Regions from separate parts of the Mus musculus genome. Here region 1 is linked to region 2. Evidence: chromatin contacts called from public HiChIP or PLAC-seq data. All regions are on one chromosome and are shown on one strand. The core of a region is the stretch at or near the end of the contact, and the rest is flanking DNA. Distances in the headings are between cores, read along the strand shown. Region 1 holds the start of Smad1 (SMAD family member 1). Region 2 overlaps Mmaa (methylmalonic aciduria (cobalamin deficiency) type A).

Region 1 (3,266 bases), core at 656-3,155, 130 kb after region 2:
AAACAAAACCCAGCTACTCCTCCAAAATGTCAAAACCACCATCTCTCCAAGAACTAGAGGACATTGCAAAAGGGAGAGTGTATTTTATTACTACTATGGTTGCAGGGGTCAAAACTAAATCAAGGACAAATCCCCATCCTCTGAAGAAACCTGATCGTTCTGGAGCCTCTGGCATCCCCACCCCCAGAAGAGACCCTGGTTTACAGTTCCCTAGGAAATGCAGACTTCCACAGATGGCACTCCACCTTCAGAGAAATATCATCTAACTGAAAACGAGGAAAGCAGAGATGGAGAGGGCGAACCCAAAAGCCAGTCCAGTCTATTTAGGCCTGGCACCTACATCACAGTAACGCTGGTGCAAAACATAGGCGCACCAATTGAAAACACCCAGGCAGTGGACACTGCCTCTGCCTTGACTCTTTGTGAATTGTTCCAGCACAGCTCATCAGCTTCCGGTACAACTTACAGTGGTAATTATAAACACGATGAAAAATGAACCTGGCCAGGGAACAGTTTTCTCATTGTGCTGAGGTGTGGGCACATTATCCACCACAGGCCCTTAGAGAGAGATTGATGCTGTGAAGGGCATGCTGTGAATCTGCTCCAAAAACAGGAAGGCATTACATAAACCAAGCAACTCCTTTCAGTCCGTGCTTTGAAAACTTCAGATGTCACCCAGGAACCCAAGAGAGGGGGAAGAGGCCAGGGGTTGACAACAAGCATTCTACAACGATGCTCTCTTAGATGGCTGTGGCATAGGCGGCGATTTTCAGATGGAAAGCTCTTGGCTGGATTACTTTGTACCGTGCATTTAGAAAAACTACATGTGCCTCCGAATAAACAAAAGCCGCGACTACCATACTGTCTGGATGTAGCCGGTGATGGTCCCTCCTGGCTCCTCCGAGCACCTCGGGGAGACGCTGGCCCCGCAGCCTTCGCACGCAGTCCGCAAAGCGGCTGCACAGGCCCGCGCTCTCACGCCCACCGCCCCCACCCCGCGACAGAAACACTAACAAAGACGGTCTGGACGAGAACAGTTGTTCTCGGCGCTCGGAACGCGCAGTGAGGCAATCGAATCCGGTAAAGGGAAAGGAATGAGGCGACACTGGGCGACGCAGGGGGTGTAGGCGGAAGGGGGCGGGGGGGGGGGGGGGGAGACGCGAGGCCGCCAGACCTTTGAATAAATCAGAGGGAACTACGCTACGAACTTTCCTTAACCCCGATCCCCAAATCAGGCTGTGTGGGGACCCACAGGGGTGCGCGCGTCCATCCAGGGAGACCCGAGCTGAGCGCAGCGCTGTCCCCGCGAGGGTCCGCAGGCCGGGGCGGGGACACAATGGGGCTGCGGCCCGATGCGGAACGGGGGTCCCCGGAGAACTGGACACGCCCGACAAAGACGCGGGGAGGCAGGGAGGTCTGGCGGCAGGTTCGCGGCCGCGAGGCGCCATCATGGGGGGGGGGGGGGACTGCGTCCCGGAGCTCGTCCCAGATTTCCTTCAGCGCGGGTCCCCCGAGTCCTCCCGGATCCTCCCCGGAGCCCGTCCCAGATCGACCCCAGAGCCCGCCCAGAATCCCCTCGGAGCCTGTCCCCGATCCTCCCCCGGAGCCCGCCCGGGATGCCCCCCGGAGCCCGCCCAGGATCCCCCCCTGGAGCTGGTCCCTGTCCCGGTGCGCCCCGCGCGGCACAGGACAAGTCTGTCTCGAGTCGGCTCGGGTACGCTCGGCTTTACCGGCTCGGCGGCGCGCCCATCCGCAGGGACGCACGAGACCCGGCGCCGGGTCCCGTGCTCCGATCCGCTCCCGGCCGCCGTCCCCGCGCTCTGCTTAGCTCCGGGCCGCCGTCCCCGCGCCTCGGCCCCGGCCTCGCCTTGGTGCGCCCGCTCGCTCCCCGAGCCTGGATTGATCTGGTCGCGCTGGCGTCAGGCAGTCGGAACCGCCCAGCCTCCACAGCCCGCCTGCCAATACCCGGCGCACAACCCGCCTGCCGCTTGCCCTCGCTCACACGCGCACCGCGCGCGCCCGCTGCCGCTTAGGGATCCTCTCCAAATTACCGGCCCGCGCCTTCCTCTGACTCTAGTCCCTGCCTAGCTGCCAGTCAAATTCCAAAGCCTGTGTTATTTTCTGAAAAGTTCTCGAACACGACCATCGAGCCCACTCAGTCGTCCTAAAAACGCATTTTTAAAGGCCCTGCAATCACTGACTCAGTGATTTACCGGCCCTTCATGTAGCATGAGCCTCAAATTGGCTGACCTGTTAACTACTAGGTAGATACATTTATTTCCAGTATGTACCCTTCCTGCGGCAAATGACAGAAACCATTTGTATGTTTGTTAAAAGGTCTCGTAGCCCAGGATGACCTCGAACACGCTTTGAAGGGGAAAAGGCCTTGAACTTCTCTTCCTCCAGCCTCCACATCCTCAGTGCTGGGATTACAGGGCTGCACATATTTTTATTTATAAGGTTCTGGGAATCATCGAACCCATGGCCTTATGCATGCTGGACAAGAACTTTACAACTGAACTTCCTTGCTTTCTTGTTTGCCTGGAAATGAGATCTCTCTCTACAGACCAGACTGGCTTTGGACTGGGAAATACCCTTTTAGTACTGTAAATTTGGGTGCAATCTTTTAGATAACAGTTTTGCCCCTATTCCCACCCACCCCCCCAAAAAAACCCACAAAACAAAAATACACACACACACACAAAGGAACTCACATCTTACTGATCTGTTCAGACACCAAAAACACCTTCTTGAAACAATCAACTTTTTTTCTTGGTCAGTTTCTGGAAGTTGGCATGGAATCTTGAACACTTATCATAATGTTGAGTTATGTTTAGAGAAGAACTATTCTAGGAGTAAATGCCCCACAAACCAAAAAAAGAAAAAAATCATTGCCCGCAATATAAAGAAATACCAAAGGCCACTACAAATTAATGACACTCTCCAATTATTCCTGTACCTTTACATGCTTAGCACTCCACTTAAAATTCTTATTAATTATTTAAGTATTATATCTGCATTACATATTTAATTATTCAAAGGAAATGCAACAAATCCCATAAACCCATAAAATGCCATTTATAAATTATACATAAGAATATTCCTGCTAATTAAATTTCTTTCTTCATTAAACTATTTGAGCACTTACTGGTCAATTCTTGGATCTCATCTTATTTTCCTTAAAAGCAGCATTTGACATAGTTGGTTGCTCTCTGGTCCCTTGGGCAACAGTTGGAGTGAGCCTGGCTTAAAGCCACTCAGGGCCA
Region 2 (2,904 bases), core at 22-2,521:
CATGAGGTCATGAGGATGGGGTGCTAACGAAAGGGAAGGAAGGCACCAGGGTGTGTAATCCTGAGAGCGTCCATGTGAGGGCACAACAAGGAAGCCATCTGCAAAAAAAGGGAGGAGAGCACACAAAGCAACCCTGCTGGTGCTGGACCCTCAGCTTCCAGAGCTGTGAGAGGCACATGGGCGTGGTCTAAGCTGCTCAGCCCCTATTTATGACAATAATCCTAGTGAACCAATATGGCTACGTTCTATTTTTATCCCCCACTTTCCTTCACTTAATGTAAACAAAATTTATAACTTGGTGTGGAACTATGACCCATGTTGTTAGGTCTGTATTTATCACCCAGTCTCCTAAAACAATGTCACGTGGACACCTAAGAAGGATGTCACAGCAATGTGTTCTCCTCCCTGCCATCTTCCACAGTGCTCTCTGCCGCTCTGGAAAGCTCCCTTCCTCCTCTCTTCCATGAGTCCTCCAGCTCACTGTCCATGCTTCTGAATTACTTCCTCCTCTCTGGTCCTGTTTACTTGATGTAGCAGTCACCATTTCCCTTCTTTGATTGACAGCATAGTTTAACTGCCTTCCACTTCCACTCTAAATGTTCTAATCATTCTTCATTCTGCTGTGGGGTTCCCTCCAAACGTACATGTGGCTTCCCTTGTTCTAGCTTCCTACTCCTTTCAGAGAAAATGAAAACTCTTTGGCAGGGCACATAAGGAAAACCTTCCCCTGGCCCCTGTTGCAAGTGTCTCTGCCCGAAATGCCGTGAGTGGCCTGATCAGGCAAGCTGCACCTCTCTGAAGGAGTCATGTTTGCTCACTGTGTCTGTGCAAATATGCTTCACCCCCTACCATCAAATCCCACCCTCCCTCCTCCAGGAAGTCTTCACTGATTCCCCCAAACACTGGTTTGGGTTCTATCATATACATTCATCACAAAGTAAACCAAAAGGTTGTCTCTCCGCAAGAGTGTGAAGTGCTGGGGTTTTCGTTTGATGTCCTGCACATGACTGTGCTACGGAGGAATAGCCAGCACCAGGATCCCATGCGTGCTGTGCTGCTGTGATTGACTTCCCACGGTCATTCAAGTGCTTACTAGCCTCTGGCACACGGAACATGTCAGCTTAGATATCAGCTCTGCAGACTCGGGGCTCACTTTCACCTTTTTCATGGCAGGCTCTTGTGAGAAGGGAACATAGCCCATGTACTCACATTGTCTGTGGGGCAATACCTTGTATCTAATTATAGTTCATATCTGCTGAGTGAACTAAATGAAGTCAGTTGTTAGTCATCTTTAAATAGCACTCATTATGAAAGTACATGACTCTTATGAAGTAGAGTATTACACTCACCGACGGTTTCAATAAGAATGATGTCATAGCCCCCTCCTTCACACAACACAATGGCTTCATTTGTGGTCCTTGTCACTCCTCCTAGAGTCCCACTGGTAGGAGAGGGCCTGATGTAGGCATTCATATCTCTTGACAGCTCAATCATCCGGGTTTTATCACCTAAGAGGGACCCTAAAACACACAGTTACATTTTACAATCACGGAAGAGCTGTACGAGCTAATTACCAACCAGCAAACTGCAAGAGGACATGATTTACGGTATCTCTTCCCAAGCCTGAGGTGTATGCCACATTACTGAGTTCTCCTCTAGCTCACTCTCTATCCTCATACTGAAGTTAGTAGTGGATCATTTCAAGCTCCTGGAAACCAACAAGGTCTCCTTGAATTGACCGGAAGTTCAAATCTAAGCCCTGGATGCTCCAGGCAACATCCCTACCTTACCTTCCTTGACCAATGTCGGCATTCCAGGCCCAAGCCAACCCTCTGGCCCAGCATTGTGTCTCTTCACTGCTATCTCCACATTAGTGTGGCTGTGTCCTTGCTGGTGTTCTACTAGGACATCTGGTATGTCCTCTTGTCACTAATTTACAAGAGGTCAAATCAGGGTCCTTGCTACTTCATTTTGGGGTGTTATTTTTACCCTCCCAAACCCTTCCTTTCTTACATAAATGGAATAATAAGTCATGCTGAGGTTCAAACGACATTACACAGGAATGGAACATGTGCTTCAAAACCTGGTAACATAACAGACCATATCTATCTTACATACACTAAAGTCTTTTCCTTCAGAGTCTTTCTGGAACTTTCTCATGACATGTCCTTTGCTGTAAATCTGTACAGTACACAGCAACTGCTCTGCAATCTGTTGACACCCTAGAGGACATAAGAGAACTTTGGTGACCCTCTCCTTTCCCTTTTTACCAAGAACAGGCTCTCCTCCCCATTGTCGCATTTTATCAGCCTTATGCCAGTCTGTTACTTCTCCCCTCACCGCCATGGCGCGCACCGGGATGGGGACTTTCCTACAGCACATCTCAGGTTCACAGCATCTGTTTCGTTTCCTTCATGTGATGGTTTCCAACCAGGGTCCGTCCCTCACCCACCCCACAGGCATCTGCTGTATCTAGAGATGGCTTCACCTGTCACAAACGGGGCAGGATGCTACTGCACCACCATAGGACAGTCACCACATACCACAAATCGCTGCCACCAACGAAGACTTGCCATCAGTGTCACCAAGTGTCACCAGTACCAAAGTTGAGAAAAATTTGCTCTAGCTACAGCATTCCCTGCCTATGACCTTATCCTAAAGCTACTGTACACTGAATGCTAAACAAAGTGGTTACTGTAGTACTCAACTGACACCCAGGAAATGGACTAGTTATATTTTTTGAATTAATTGTAGTATTTGAGCAAACAGCAATACTTTAAATTCTGAAAGCATTAAACCCTTAAACTACTACCTTTTCCTACTTCCTCTTTTTGTAATTAAAAACATATTTGATTTTATCATTTTTAATTGTGTGTGTGTGTGTGTGTGTGTGTGTGTGTGTGT

The links. HiChIP or PLAC-seq counts read pairs in DNA pulled down with a chosen protein or histone mark.
Region 1: a contact with region 2 is called in an H3K4me3 HiChIP or PLAC-seq map of bone marrow-derived macrophages, with 2.4 times the contacts expected there. The contact joins the promoter of Smad1 here to the enhancer-like site in region 2. A contact is called at or near these places in 5 of 484 Hi-C or Micro-C datasets (CD4 T cells, Th1 cells, forebrain and 2 more), 3 of 115 datasets of contacts at active chromatin or transcription factors (bone marrow-derived macrophages and embryonic stem cells) and 1 of 9 other capture datasets (adipose tissue).

What each region holds. Positions count from the first base shown.
Region 1 is chr8:79,397,523-79,400,788 of GRCm38.p6, forward strand. It overlaps Smad1 (SMAD family member 1), which reads right to left and starts at 1,906. Exons shown (of 7, transcript NM_008539.4): 1 at 1,731-1,906. Gm51578 (a long non-coding RNA gene) reads right to left here. Exons shown (of 3, transcript XR_003947567.1): 3 at 3,188-3,266.
Region 2 is chr8:79,272,755-79,275,658 of GRCm38.p6, forward strand. Mmaa (methylmalonic aciduria (cobalamin deficiency) type A) reads right to left here. Exons shown (of 7, transcript NM_133823.5): 4 at 1,350-1,520. Among named protein-coding and RNA genes, the nearest start is that of Mmaa, 21 kb to the right of the region's middle. Within about 2 kb of position 1,272, at least 7 of the 459 cell types and tissues checked have an H3K27ac peak or open chromatin away from gene starts, as enhancers often do. A contact at or near this core is called in bone marrow-derived macrophages, where this site is marked.